Linked DNA regions of Columba livia: regions 2 and 3 are each linked to region 1. Evidence: chromatin contacts called from public Hi-C data. All regions are on one chromosome and are shown on one strand. Each heading gives the region's core, a stretch centred on a gene start, on an enhancer-like site or on the middle of the called end of the contact. The rest is flanking DNA. Distances are from core to core; before and after follow the strand shown. Region 1 has its middle 62 kb from the start of TOMM20. Region 2 has its middle 82 kb from the start of IRF2BP2. Region 3 overlaps LOC102093754 (a long non-coding RNA gene).

The links. A called contact is a pair of places that touch in the nucleus more often than the background predicts.
Region 2: a Hi-C map of crop shows a contact between it and region 1, with 1.4 times the contacts expected there. The contact joins two enhancer-like sites. A contact is called at or near these places in 2 of 2 Hi-C or Micro-C datasets (crop and liver).
Region 3: a Hi-C map of crop shows a contact between it and region 1, with 4 times the contacts expected there. The contact joins two enhancer-like sites. A contact is called at or near these places in 2 of 2 Hi-C or Micro-C datasets (crop and liver).

What each region holds. Positions count from the first base shown.
Region 1 is chr3:78,872,710-78,877,526 of bColLiv1.pat.W.v2, reverse strand. No RefSeq gene overlaps it. Among named protein-coding and RNA genes, the nearest start is that of TOMM20, 62 kb to the left of the region's middle. Within about 2 kb of position 2,691, at least 3 of the 3 cell types and tissues checked have an H3K27ac peak away from gene starts, as active enhancers do.
Region 2 is chr3:78,821,235-78,826,051 of bColLiv1.pat.W.v2, reverse strand. No RefSeq gene overlaps it. Among named protein-coding and RNA genes, the nearest start is that of IRF2BP2, 82 kb to the right of the region's middle. Within about 2 kb of position 2,566, at least 3 of the 3 cell types and tissues checked have an H3K27ac peak away from gene starts, as active enhancers do.
Region 3 is chr3:78,918,047-78,922,863 of bColLiv1.pat.W.v2, reverse strand. The region is part of intron 2 of LOC102093754 (a long non-coding RNA gene); the gene reads right to left. Among named protein-coding and RNA genes, the nearest start is that of TOMM20, 17 kb to the left of the region's middle. Within about 2 kb of position 2,528, at least 3 of the 3 cell types and tissues checked have an H3K27ac peak away from gene starts, as active enhancers do.

The DNA of each region.
Region 1 (4,817 bases), core at 1,442-3,941:
GGCTGCAAAGTGTGAGGTTTAGATAAGTGCCTGTGTGCATTGCGATTGTGTGGTTGTCATGAAGTGTACACAAAGGTAAATGGCTCAGCCAGCAGATTTCAGAAGCAGGAGTGGAAGAATAAAGTTCATGGCTTGTTTTTGTGACAGTTTGTCCTCCCTCACTGGCTGGGCCATAAATGAAAACAGAAGTTGAGCTGCTGGCAGGGTTTCGGAGCAGGCTGCAGGTACCCTTCAGGAGATCAGCACTGGGAGTTCCAGGCAGGGAGTTTATGATTAATTTTGCAGGCATTTATTGTGCAATGCGAGATGGCCAACAGCCAGCTCAGAAGTTAAGCCAGAAGATGACTGTCAAATGAAACTGTTACGTTTGGCAGATCTTTCCAAAGCTGCTGTGCAAAACAGGCATACTGAACCTGATTTCTGGATTTTCCAGCCCTTCTGTATGGCATATTCTTGTACAGCAGTCTTCTTCGTTTTCCCCTTTTTGGCAGAGGAATAAGATTTGACTTGCAGACACATGGATTTTAGGTCAGGATTTATACTACAGGCAGCCCTCTTTGTGCCTTACCAGCAAACCTCTCCTGGTAATTGCTCCTTTAATGATCTTACAAGGAACCAGCTCTACTTCACTTGGCTTTCTGAAAACAAACCCCTGTTTTCTTTGAAAAGCCTTTTTAGCCCAAATGAAGGTGAGGAGGAGATGAAAAGGCTGGTGGTGCGAAACGAGCCCTGCCCGTGCAAGCAGATTGCAATAGAAATTTCCCTGTTGTGTGGCTTACCCCAAGCTAAGGTCAGCCAGTTAACTCTGTTTGGACACCATCTGGCATGAATACTTCAATGATAAAGCTTAATGTGTAACTGAGGGCTTTTTTTTTTTCTTCTATGTCAGCAGTTGGCAAGAAGATACTGTAAATAAGGCTCCCTGTGAGTAAATAGATATGTGTGGAGAGAGGAGGGGAGCACCGCAGTAAGCAGTTTTGAAATTCATGCCAGTGTTGCTTCAAGTGATAAGGTTATTTGAGTAACCTGCAAACCATACGGATGCACAGGTTTCAAAAACAGGAAAGTGTCTTGTTTAAAAAACCTTCCGAGGCAACGCAAGGGCTTAGAAAAGAAACTGTCTTTGTGGTTAAGTGATTGTACTTCCTTATTGATATAAGGATTGAGGCGGTGCAAGGCCTGCCGGGACGGCGGGGCTGCGGGCGGCTGCGATGGCCACGTTTGCACCCGGCCAAGGGGCTTTCTGGAGGGATGAGAAATCTCAAAATTTCCCTTTTCATTTCCTCTTTTGGCAAGTCAAGAGGATTTTTTTTTTGTCACTCACTTTTTCAGTAATGTAGTAAGAAATAAGTAGGTAGTCCAAGCGGGCTGACGTCCTTAGAGGATGCTCTGTTTCTGAGCTCACCCCATTCCTTCTCCTGGCAGATCCTGCCCTGCTGCAGGTCACAGAATCATAGAATCATAGATCCTGTATCATGCTGGGCTGGCTGGTGCTCACCACCAGCTGCTCCTAGCACCACCAGCCCAGCACCCGAACTGGGGTGCCTTTGGAAGGGCAGGGCACAGTGCCTTTCTGAGGGCTTTAAACATCGACGTGCAGAATTTGCTGATGCTTTCGGAAAGCCTGATGGCTGCATTTCTCCATAGATAAAACAAAGCCACATACTTTCTGTTTGACCTTTGTTTTGGATTAAGAAAATGAGCCCGTGAGAGCTGAGGTTAAGTTTCCATGGGAGAGAGAAATGCAAACGCCTGCGCGCACGTGACTATGGATGCGCACGTGCCTTGCTGAACACAGCGTGACCCCTGCTTGTGTTGGCAGCACGCTCCTTGGGGGTTTACAGAGCTGGTACCTAGAAAACGCAACTCTTTCGTACCTGAAATGACATAGCTAACACTCCTCCAACGCACTCTGCTATTATATATTAGACAGGAATAAAAGCGCAAAGCTGGGCTGCAGGTTTTATCTTCCCCAAGGTGTGTGGTTTCCAGGGGAGGTTGTGCTCGTTCCTGTCGAGTTTGGGTATGTCTGCTCTTCAAGCACTTGGGGTTTGACAGGGACTGGAGGGATCTCTTCTCAGAGAGATGCCTCTTATCCCCTTGGAAACAGGGGGGATATTTCAGTCCTACCCTGGGTTCTTCTCCCCGTCTTCCAGGACATGGTCCCTAGCTGGTTTCCTCACTGGCGGCAGCTGCAGTGCCAGCCACAGCAGTGTTACAGCAGAGATGGCTTTGGCCCATCAGGTTCTGTATTTTGATTGCTTTTTAAGCGACATGTCAATGGCTTCTCAGTCAGCTTGCAGCAAAGAAAATATTTTTAAAACTTTAGGAAATTAACTTAACTAGACCTGGAGCAAAGTTTTTTGGCTAGAAATTCAGGCTCCAGCCAACACAGCAGACTTTTGCCAACTCATTGCCTCGGTCCTTAGAAGCCAGCAACGAAAAGGGAGAGAGAAGGAAAAAAATCCCCTCCATTGCCCATTAGATTTAATTGTGCTTTTTTTGTAAGCCTCATAAATCCTGCCCAAATCACGTCATCAAGCCGCAGGGAAACTGAAACCTGGCCCAAGGCAGGAGCCAGCAGGGCTGTTCAAGCTGGAAGGGTTACATTCAGGGACAAGCTTAATGCACTGCAGTCTTGTTTTGAGTGGGAATGTGCTCCTCTGTGTGTGTGCAAGAGAGGTATTGGGTGCGGGACACAGTTCTGCCTTTTTCCTCTTTGGATGTCAGAAAAGCTACAAGAGGAAGAGCAGCACGAGTGGAGGCAAAGCAGACATCCTCACCACCGCCCCCGAGAGCCTTCCCAGTGTTTTTCCTCTTGCATTGCAGCAAGGGGGAGCAGGAAGGGAGGGACAGGGACTTGCACTGAACAGGCCCGTCCAAGCATTTTATTTTTTCCTTTGAACATCAGACAGGCTGAGGGAGGAGGATTAAAAAATAAAGACATCTAAACTGAGCTCCCGAGGGTTTTCTTCCCCTTTGCTCCTGTGGCGTTTTCTTATAATTTTTTTTGCATGTCCCTCCCAGCTAGGAAGAGAAACGAGAGTTTCAGCTTGGAGGCAGAGCCTCTTTGCTGCCTCCAGCATGGGTCCTCAGCCACAGCTCTGCCAGATGCAGGGCAGGTGATGCCCAGCTGGGAGCTCAGTGGCATCTCCCCAAGGAAAATCAGGGCCTCCTCAGCCCCGGCCAGCCAAAACAGCACCATGTGTGCGTGAAAGGGTCTGCAAGGTTCAGCAAGTGCATTTTGGGCTTTTCACCAGTGGGGCTGAGAGCAGGATTTGGTCAGAAGCAATGGCTGGCACTGGGCAGGGGCACGGTCACTTGCCCATGAAAGAGGGGTGTCACATCACACCCTGCTGTGCAGCTCCCTTCACCTCCAGGGCAGGCAGCACGGGCATGCTCCACAGCTCCTCTTCTCTCCAGAAGGAATACCACCCATTGCAGCAGGCTTTGATGGGGGCTGAGCTATGGGCAGCAGTGTTTAGTCGCCCATCTACAGACTGCAGCAGAAGCTGAAAATGTTTGCTTCATTTTATTTGGCTTTTTTTTTTCCCCACCTCGCTCAGTAAAATATGTGTAAAAGCACAAGGGTAAGGCTCCCTCCTGCCAAGCGTCTGTGTGAGCCCCTTCAGCTCTGCAGAGTCCCAGCACCCTGACCTTTGCCTTCGGTCGGGCTTTTTTCAGATTCATCATTATTTTGGCTGCGTTTGTGCTGCGGAGGAATGCAGGTGTTTCCTCTGTTCCCACCAGTGCACCCATGCTCTGATTTCTGAAAGGCTGGGGAGGCTGCTCATGCATGTCCTGTCATGCTCAAGGAGGCATTTGAGGAAAATGTGGATGCAGTTCAGGCAGATGACCAGGGAAACAACACATTTGCATGCACTTGCATATAAGTATGATTTAGGCAGGCAACGTGCCGAGCTTGCTTGAAAATCTGGCCCATGTTTTTCCACTTGTGGGTTGGTTTTTTGTTGTTGTTTTTGTTGTTTTTTTTTTTTTTTTTTTTAAACTTAAGAAAAAGCAAGCAACTTGTTCCTCCATTTGATCTGTAATAACCTGAGCTCGTTCCCTTGGAAAGCTTATTTATTCTCCTTGGCTGCTGAAGTAGATGCCGAATTGTGAGCATCCTGAAAAGAGATGGTGTGCATATGGGGTTCTTTGTTGCTGAAGCTTTTGTTGGATGATTATAAGACTCATTTATATAGCTGTTTATGTATTAAAATTGTTAGGTTGCCTGGAGCTACGGATAAGCACTCCTTGTTTGACATATCTCTAAATAAATATAGAGGCACATTATTAATGGATACAGCTTTAAAAGCAAACACCCAGAGATGTACTTACAATAAGGGGAGGAAAAACCAAGGTTACATCATGTTGCTAGAAGCCAATTGCTTTGTTTTCTAAAATGTTTCTCTGTAGGACACAGATGATTTTTTGACTCATTCAGTGTTTGAGTATCCAAAAAGTCTCATGGTTGTTCCAAAATTCTTTCAACAGCATCCCAAATGGCATTAACAGACGGTTACAGTATTTTACTGTCCAACGTATCCTTTTTTCCCCAATGGACTCATGTTTGATAGAGAGGCTTTGGAAGGAAAATTTTTGTATTTCTGGAGAACTTTGTCTCTGCTGAGGGAGGAATCAGCATTTTGGGCCTTTTCAAACCAGTCATTTTGCAGTCTCAAGAAGAGTGTCTGTCCCTGGGCTTGTCCATGTGTGTGAGTGCAATTGTACCTCTGTGTGGGTGCCATGGGTCACCAGCAGAAGATGGAAGCCTACTGCTCCCACTGTTATGCTGCTAACTCTTTAGGTGCCTA
Region 2 (4,817 bases), core at 1,317-3,816, 51 kb after region 1:
ACGTCTCCCCATCTCCATTCCCATTACAATGGAGTGCTTTGAATAACTATTAACTTCGCTGTTAACTGAAAGAAAATTGTTAATCATCTACAAGCTTATGTTGCATAAAAATCATTCTCTGTAACCTTCTCCCAACTGTGGGAGAGCCTTTTCCTCAACACTGACCTTCAACTACACCTGGTACCTGCAGCCTGCAAAACACAGAAGATCATACTACATGGGCTTATCTGCTAGCCAAGGTCATAAACTATGTGAACCAGTGGAGTGCAACTGATGTTTCTTGGTGTTGGTGTTGATCTTCTCCTGATAGCAAAGATGTGGTTCTCTGGGTCCTCAGAAAGCACCTAATGAGTGGTGTTTTGTTTTGCTAGGTGTTTTTTTGTTTATTTTTGTTTTTTTAATTTAGCAAGTCAAGGCTAATCTGTGGAGTGCTGGGTGTTGCTGGGACACATGCTGTGGCAGTACAGCCTGTCCTTCCTCCTGCACAAGCCGTGGGCAAGCCCAGCGTGTGTGCATGCTGCGGTTCAGTGGCTGGGTTAGGGCTGCCTGCCCTGGGGATCAGCTCTTGTCCTGGCACCAGAGACGTGGGGCAGGGGTAAGCCCCGTGTGAATTTGGCATCCCCCTGTGCAGAAGAGGCTTCTGCTGCTTTTTGCTTCCTTGTGCAGCTGCTGCAAGCAGCTGAATTTGGCTGCAGAGGTGCAGCCTCCCTGTTGAGCGATTACATACAGGAGGTTTGCATCCAACCATTCAGGAAATAAATCACCAACTGTTTGTCAAGTAGGAGGGAAGCACTCAGGACGGTGAAAGATTAGACTGTAAGCCTCACAAAACTCCCCTTCTGGCTGTAAAGATGGGCTGCGGATGTTGTGTTTTTTAGCTCTTTAAATGATTATTTCTGTGCCAGACTTATTAGGCAAGGTATTGTTGGGATCTTGGCAAGGACATAAATACGGCTGCAGGCTTCAGAGTTGTTTCCCTCTGCATCTGGTCACTGTCAGGCCTTCAGCTAATAGGCCGAGGACTGTGTGCTACAGTAAACAGCCTCTGCAGCTGCTAGGGGCTAAACCTCACGATATATTGCTCCAAATACAAACATTTCCACATTAGGCTTTGCGTGTCCTCCCCCAGCACAGAGCTGCAGCCATTGACCACGGGAGCCTGCACTGCATCAGCTCACCCTGGCTTCTCCTTGGCCAGCAAATTCCGGCTCTTTTTATGGCTGTGGCTCTTGAAAGTGAGAGCAACAACCTGTGCTCAGGTCAAGTGTAATGTGGCCAAGCATTGTGCAACCTCCTGCATGCGGTCTCAGCATTGAATGGCCAGGAGCCACGGGATGGCTGAGGTGCGAGTCTGGTGAGGAGGGACTTGCTGGAGTGGTAAGCAAGGTTGGGGGAGACGGGTGGTCCTGGGCAGCAGGGAGCTGCGAAGAAAACGGATTTGGAGGAAGGCATAGATAACTCAGGACCTCATTCTAGACACTCTGGATGGGCCTCCCCGAGCCCTGCAGAGAGGCAGGTGAAGGCTGGGAGCTTCTCTTGGCTGTTGCTTGGGCTTCAGGAAAGTTGCTTTGCAGGCAAACATGAAGCCCCGTGTGGGTTCCAAGTACAGTGCCCAGCTCCCCCGGGCAGCATGCTTCCTCCCCTCTTCTTCCTCCTCTGCCTTTTGCTTCTGTCTGCTCTCCAGGGCTGGGAGCAATTTGGTCAAGACTGCTTTCAGTGAAGTGTTTGCTAAACTTTGTCTCAGAGAAGGACAAGCCTGTCTCATCAGCTGGAGCCTTTGGCCACTGTTATGGTAAAAATAAAATCAGTTTCCATCAGCATCTGCAGGAGCGCTCACTCATGCCCAAGGGGACTCTGAGCTTGGCATAGCTGTTTTCTGGTCTTGTCTGTGCCTGAATCGCTGTGGATGTCCATCCTCCTGTACCTGCTCAGGTTAAGTGGATGGATGACAGGGCTCAGTGGGGCTTCGCCCCAACAGAACAGCCAGATGTCTGAAAGCAAGCTCCCCAGGAGGCTTTTCTAAGACTCAGCATCCAACGTGGAAGGTGCCTCCCAGGTACCAGCCCCCAGTTTAGAAATTCAGCGTGCTGTGCTGACCAGGCCCTGCTTAAATATGTCCTGATTAATTAAGTGTTAGCCCGTTTACATCAGCCCTCCAGCCCACTTGTCCGCTGCACAGAAAATTACCCCTTGATGCTGCGGGAAAGAAAGACGCCTCTTGCTGTTTGGCCGACTCCAGGCTGAATCAGCTGGCCAGGTGCACAGCCGATTTCCATTGCTGCTTTGAAGCTGAGAAGTATTTTGAAAATAATAGAGCCTTTAGCCCTGTAAATAAAAGCCATTTATCTTAGGATGAAAAAGTGCTGGCATGGAAAAATTCCAATGCTATGAAAGTCTCTTTTCCTGAATGTCTTGGATACTTGCTGGATTAGGTTCACTGGTATGGAGCTTGGAGTTATGAATGTCTCTTTTACAGAAAAGAGCTGCAGAAGGAAAAGGCAAGCACTAGCATGCCTGTAAGTGGGACAGAGCGAAATTCTCTGTGGACTAGCCGTTTCTGAGATTGCTTTTAGAGGTACGGTCAGTATTGCAGCAGCGAACTGAGGTGGCAGTAAATACCCTATCGTAATCATAGCCGTTACTGTTTCCCAAGGGTACGGTATCAGCAGAACACCTTATATAAACAAAAGTGAAGCACTGTTGGCTTTGCTCCGCACGGCTGTTTAATAACACTTTGTGCTCCATACGGAAAGTGTCAGAATGTTTTATAGATGCTAATTAAATTTGCCTCACGATGCTCTTGTGAGGTGAGGATGTGTTCTTAGCCCTCTCCTTGGGCTGAGCATGTATGCAGCGCAGGACTCCCAGCTGCATGGGGTGCACACGCCTGTGCTTCCCACCAGGAGACACCCTGGTGGAATGGGACCTTCTGCAGCACCTGGTCTGCTCCACCGCCACCTCCCTGGCTGGTTTCTCCCACCTGGCACTGTGGGTGGGCGTGGGAGGAGGTGGCAGTGGTGGTGAGCACGCTGCTCTGTCACCCCCCGGCAAAGCACAGGCTTTCTCCTCAGTCAGAATGGTCTTCCACCACCCAAGGTCTGATAAGCAGAGGCAGAAAACTCAGGTCCTCCTCTCAGGTCACCCAGGGTGTCTCTGATGCATTTCAGGACCTTGTGCCAGCTTGCAGTGAATGAGTTCCAGGACTTTTCTTACATGGTCAGAGACTCCAAATAGCAGTAGTGGGGATACTGGCACGGAGTGCTCTCGCTTGCATTGTGCATGCCTCTGATATCTTTGTGTGAAAGATGGGATGTTTGCTGCAGTTTTGCAATGATCCTGCCCTTCTCATGCACAGTAGCCCCAGTTTTGTCACAGACATCAGTGCTGGCCCCAGGGATGATATTGGATCTACCACTGATGCTTTGCTTTAAATAGATCCTAAGCAAACCTCCCTGTTTGTTTTTCTTGACATGGTACTGACTAGTGCTTTCCAAGAAACAAGGAAAAAAAGCTGATTCACAGTGGTAACTTTGACTCCATCTGGCAAAAGCAAACTGATCTAAATGAGAAAGGCACAGCCATGAAGAGGAAAAGTAAATGGGTCACTGCGAGAAGCAGCCTGTTCCTTCTGACCTAGCAGCTGCAAGTTACAAAATCTCACTGGTGCTTGGTTAGAAGACCCCTCCATTTTAGGATTTGCTCTGTCACAAGAATTCTAAAGGGCTTTCCAGGTACATGGGATCTGCATATGGAGTTTCATAATGGATTTCATAAATTTTGCTGCTCTGCTAGATTATTTTGCTTCCAAACCACCATTTGCTTTTCTGGTTTGCATGGCCCATGAAGCTGGTAGGCTTGTTCCTGTTGCAGGGGCGAATTTCTGACAGAATGGCCTGGGGAACAGAAGGGGACGTGCTGGTTGCCCCACTTCTCACCCTCCAGAGTGTGCTGTACTCCCCCTCTGGAGGCTGCAGGGTTCTGGTGGCCCAGAAGCTCAGAGAAAAGGCTGAGACCTTCTTCCAAGCAGGGCACTGGTGAGGACACTTGTTTTAGGGCTCTCTGGTGGGAGGTCTGGACTTAGGAGAGGCTCAAAGTGGTACCCTGGAGGTCTGCACCTCCTACACTGGACAGGGGACCTACTGTGCATCCTGGGGAAAGAAACTTGTGGGAGCCCCTCAGAGCCTTTCCTATCCTCTCTTTTGCTGTGCCAGTGTCTTCTGGCTGGAAGTTCAGCCATCAGGAGCCAAGAAATCATCCTGGCTGTGCAGTACTAACACACAGGCCATTGAAAATGGTCCCAGTGATTCAGAGTGAAGGAAAAACACTGTGCTCGGGCTTGGGTCCCTGTTATGAAACAAAATGATGAAAACAGGACTTTTTAGCATAGTCTCTAAAATCCGACTCCTCTGTGTTCTCCTAAAGGTTTGCTGGCTGGTGTCTGCCTGCAGTGCTGCCTGTGCTCTGTGGGGCCACAGGGCTCTCCACCTGGCTGCCCTTGGCCAGCATTCGGCTGCCAGAGTGCAGCTGCTGGAGCAAGAGGCAAATCCCAGTGCTCAGGGCTTCAGCCTCAGTGAGTCACCAGTGCTTGGCCAGTGGTGAGCTCAAGCTGCAGCATTTCGGTAGACCTTTCTGAGCCTCTCCCTCTGACCACCCACAGGTGCTTGAAGATGTGGTCTGGTTTGCCTGGGAATGGGTGTTCGGGCTGGGTTATTCTACCAGCAGGAAGCTGACTTGGGAAGTCTTCATGTGAACAGCTGTGATCTGCTCAGGTTTAGATCTGAGTCAGGGGGAGTCCAGGTGGGCATTACTGCTGCTGG
Region 3 (4,817 bases), core at 1,279-3,778, 46 kb before region 1:
GAAAGCAATGCAGTGAGTCAGCATCCATCCTAGATGTTGGGCTGCAAACTCTGAATACATGACAACCTGATAAAATGGTTGAAAACTGGAGAGGTGCTGTACTGAGAAAAAATTATAGCACAGTTTTGAACAGCTGATCCATCCTTAAAAGCAATACAGCCTTCTAAAGCTTGCTTCTGACACTGAAAGTCCTCTTTGGATAGAGCAGATGTTATCTGTTGGCCAGGATGGCTCTCTCCTTTTTCTGCATTGGAGCCAGTGTCTGGAAAGGAGAGGAGGACATGCCTGTCAGGAGCTGGCTACGTGGTAGCCATCTATCCAGAAGGCCAAATGATTAGACTGGTGTGTCCTCCCACCCTCAAGAACCAACAGACTCATTCTTAGTGGGAGCTTGAGCTAACCACTTGGGAACGTTGGCTTATCTGGCAACCATGGAAGTAAATGCTGATAAGTTAAATTGGTTTTCTAAAGTGCACAGAGACACTGGGATGGAATGTGTTGATACTGGAGCAGTATCTTCCCCGTACTTTTTGTCTTAAAATGTGAAGCAGGGAAGACAATTGGCTCCTATGTAGAATCCCTCCTTTCATTTTGGTGGTTTCCAGAACGGTCTTTGTTATGAGACTGCCAAGGTCAGGAGTAGTGTTTTCTCTGCTAGGTTGCCCTCAGAATTTTCCATCAGGCCTAATCATATTTGTCATGAGGCTGTAGATCTTTTCACAGATGGGTGTCTCTTACCTTGAGCAGCACATTTTCAATAGAAACAGTGATCTCACTCTGATTTTAAAGAAATTAGGAAACAGATTGCAGTCTGACAGAACCAGCAATGGCTCAGACTCAGGAGACTTCATGGCCTTTCCTTTTTTTTTAATTTTAATGTTCAAATTCTGCCTTCCCCACTCCTGGTAATGTTGTAGGTGTTGTGTACTTAGTTTCAGGAGGTGACAACACAAACTTTGTTGCTGATTGATGCAGCAGGGATCTTGTAAATTCTGAGTATTCATAGGTCATCATAGTATTTGTAAAGGTCATCACACTGGGATTTTTGAACAAATGCTGCTGTAAGACTGATTCACTGGAACAGCATAGATTATCTTCATTTTGGGGAACTTAACTCCATTTTCCTTTCTTCTTGGAAGACCATGTAATTTTTGCTGTTATCAAAGAATATCACCCTTGTTGACATGGCTATTTAGGGCACATGCAATACAGCCGTGCTCTTGTGAAGCTTCACGGGACTTGGGGACCAAAGACGTGGAGCTAATGATTATTAGGTAGACATACTGTCCTTTGCACCACGGCCATGTGCAGTCTGCTGCTAATCACCTTTCATTGTCCATAAGATGTGCAGGTGGTCATTTATTTCCAGTGGGAAGCGCAAGAACAAAAAGCAGTTTGCCACGAGGCAGAGCTTTGTGGGCAGTCTTGGATGCCTGATGCAAGGCCTCTTCTGTTGCTTCCCAAAATGATTGTCTGACACGGCAGAGTTCAGGCACTGGCAGCGTTTTTGTTTTCTGTCTAAATAGAGGTCTGCTGTAGCCAGGACCTTGCAATTTAATGTCTTTCGGTGAACATCAGAATTCACATACGCCAAGATCTTTCTTCTTTTTAACTCGCTGTGTGAAGGTCATGCAAAAGAATGTGTTTGCTTCCCTTTGCTAGCTGTTTTGCACAGGTAGAGTGCCTGCCTTTTGCTATCTAAGGGGCTTAGTGTTTTGGGTTTTCTTTTTTTTTCAGTGTTGAAAGGTTAACATTTGTATTCTTATTGGAATACAACGGAAGTGTGTCATTTCAGAGGCACATAGTGGAGTTTAATTTTCAGGGCTGGCCCTGCAGGTAGCAGCTGGGCACACAAGCACTGAGGTGTTTGGTCCAACAGGATTGGGAACAGGGCACGAGCTCTGGGTTCAGGCCTCTCTCCTTGGGACAAGGTAGCGCTCACTGTTCCCGCCAGCCCATCATTTTGCCGCAGGTGTCCGTACAACAATTGCAGAACATGTGAAGGCTGCGGTCGCTTTGTGTGCAGCAGCAATGGAAGATGGGAACCTGCAGGCCTCAGTGTAAGCACCAGCTTTTCCCAGCAAGGACAAGTTTGCCTTCAACTTCCTGTTGGTGGAATTTTTCCCTTTCCCCCATGCCTTCCTACACCTGTTTTTTATAGACCAAGCGGTTTTGCAGTTGTCAGGCTTAGTTGTAAAGCACTGAAAGGAAGCTGGGCCCCGTGTTCAGGTACGGTGATGCGAGGGGGCGGGCACGGAGAGCCCGCAGCGCCCCCCCGTGTGTTTTGGCTTCCCGGAGCCGGTGCCACTAGATGGCAATGTGGTACTCCTGCCGCCGGGACTCCCCGGCTCTTTCCTATAGCGTTTCTTGCTTTTTCTGTATTTGTCTCTGCCAAACTGGTGATTGCACCCACCAGCCCGGCAAGAGAACAGAACAAAATCATTTCATAGAACATTACAGCTGTTGTGCCTTTCTCTTTTCTTTCTTTTTTTCCGCCCCCCCACCCCTTCTTTGTCCCACAGCAGGGTGCAGAGGTTTAAAAACCTTCTTTCTTAATTGCTCTCATTCTAAAAACAGAGAAAACACAGCCTCTTGGGAGCAATTAGCTGTGAGAAAAGCATTTCTCAAACAATTGCCAGGAAATATTGTCTTGACCGATATTCCCGATGTAACACTGTCGTTCTCAGTACTGTTATTCTAAGATACTCGACTGCAAAAACAGCAGGGTACAGATTTTAAATGTGCGATCTGCAGCTTACCACCTACCTTACCTTTTTATATCCATTTACTTTCAGTTTGTGTCCTCCCCGCGCCCCCTGCAGCTATTCTGTTCAGGAGAGTGAAGAATTATTTGTGACTCTCCTCTTGTGACTAGTGTATCGGGCCAAGGCTGTGATAAGACACAGCTGAAAATTAAGGTTATGACTCCACTGCCCAGCTTTCTGATTGAAATTCTGTGGCAAGTGTGCTGCGGAGGAGGTCAGGCTGCACGCTTACCGTGATGCCTCCCAGCTGTAAAGCCTGGCAGCCTGAGAATACGTGAGGTTAGTGAAGCCTGAATTTCAGTGGGAGCAGCTGGACAGCAGGTAGATGTGAAGAGGCAGCAGAGGTCCACTGAAAGCAGGGTCTCGAACAGGGAAGCCCTCTACCCATTGTTGTATTAATGGAAGATGGACGGGGCTGTAGGGTGGGGAGAGGCTGGCAGCATGGCGGTAAACCTCAAGCGCCAAAAGCCAGCTTTAGCAGTGGCTAGGAACCTCTGCCAGCTAGCCAGCTAGCTAGATGTACACGCATGCATGCCCATTTGCATGCATAGCCATAGCTGTTTGTATTGTGCGGTTCAAATTTTGTCGCTCTTTACAGAAATTCGTGGAGATTTGAGAAATGGGCCTCACTCTGTGGGACAGGGTGTGAACTGAAGCACCTTCTGGAAGACAGACAGCAGTGTAATCCTTTCATTCAACCCTGTCTGCAGCTGCTTTTTATAAACTTGGCATAAATACACGCTCAGTGAGGCCAGGCCTGTGTAGTTGGAAAATATTTTCCACCATCCAAAAAAACAGAAGATTGGAAAAAGAGCCCAGAAATTGTGCATAACATGGAATGGCCTCGCTTGTGGTTTTTTCCATGACTTCCTCAGCTCATTTTTCTGCTGCCAATTTTAGAAGCCCATAAGTCATACTTGTTAAACTTTCTCAGTTAAAATGTAACTCTAAGAACAAAGTCATATGATATGTTGCAGCCAAAGAATCCTTCCAGAGCCTCTGACTGGAGAAAAGCTACCCCAATCCGGCCAATTTGTGAACCTGTGAGGGCTCCTGTTCCACCCTCCCTGGTGACAGCTTCCGCGTGGGCTTCAGCGAGCGCTTCTCCCTGCTTTTGCTGGGCTAGACAGGCCCATGGTGGGTTATCTTGCAGGACGGTCATTGCAGAAATTCCAGCTGCTCCTCTAGAAGGGCTTCGGCAGGAGGCAATGCAGAGGAGACTGCAAGGGGAGGCAGCACAGGGGCTGGCGGGGTCCAGCAAAGGAGGGTTGAGGTGCCATTGTAGGAAGGTGCTGCTGCTGTCAGGGTTGAGGAGACAGCAGTTTGCTAAGAGCGAAAGTGAATTTGCTGGAGGGTTTGAAAAAAGGGCATCCTCACTTCAGTGCGTTTTTAAGCGTTGAATCAATGTGGAAATACTTGCATGCCAGGAGCAATATTTTTGTTTGCCAGTTTTGCTCTCTTTTAGAAAGTGATTGTGTTTACACCGGGCACCAGATGGTTGTCCTGAAGTGCCATCCCTTGTCCAAGGTCTGCTCTGTCCCCTCACACAGAACAAATCCCCGGTCACTGCTGAAGCAGGGGTGGCTCTAAATGTACACTGGGGCAGTAGCCAAGAGTGGGATCTTGCTGTCTGCCAGAGGAGAGGCAGGGGAGGGAGTGGAGCTGTGAGGGGCTTCTCAGTCTGCTCACCCTTCCAGCCCTGCCTCCCCCTTGGTCTGGGGGTAGAGCAGTGTGGAGAATCTTGCTCTGGGGGACAAAAACAAACAAACAAGCAAGTCCACACCCCCCCTCCCCCAATATCAGATTTTGAGTTTGGTTCTGGCCCTGGGAGAGCGTCTGGAGGAAGTCAGTGGAATCGCGCTGCTGCGGAGCGGCTGCCAGGAGTGGCGGCCCCAGCGACCTCCCCTCTGCGGCAGGGCAAAACGCCCTCGCCAAGCCTGTGTGGTCTTCACGGGAAGGGAGGAACTGAGCAAACCCGCTGGAAACCGGCGAGGGTGTTGTAATGTTTTTTGGACAGCCAGTTTCAAAAGCCAGCCACTGCCTCCCTCTCTC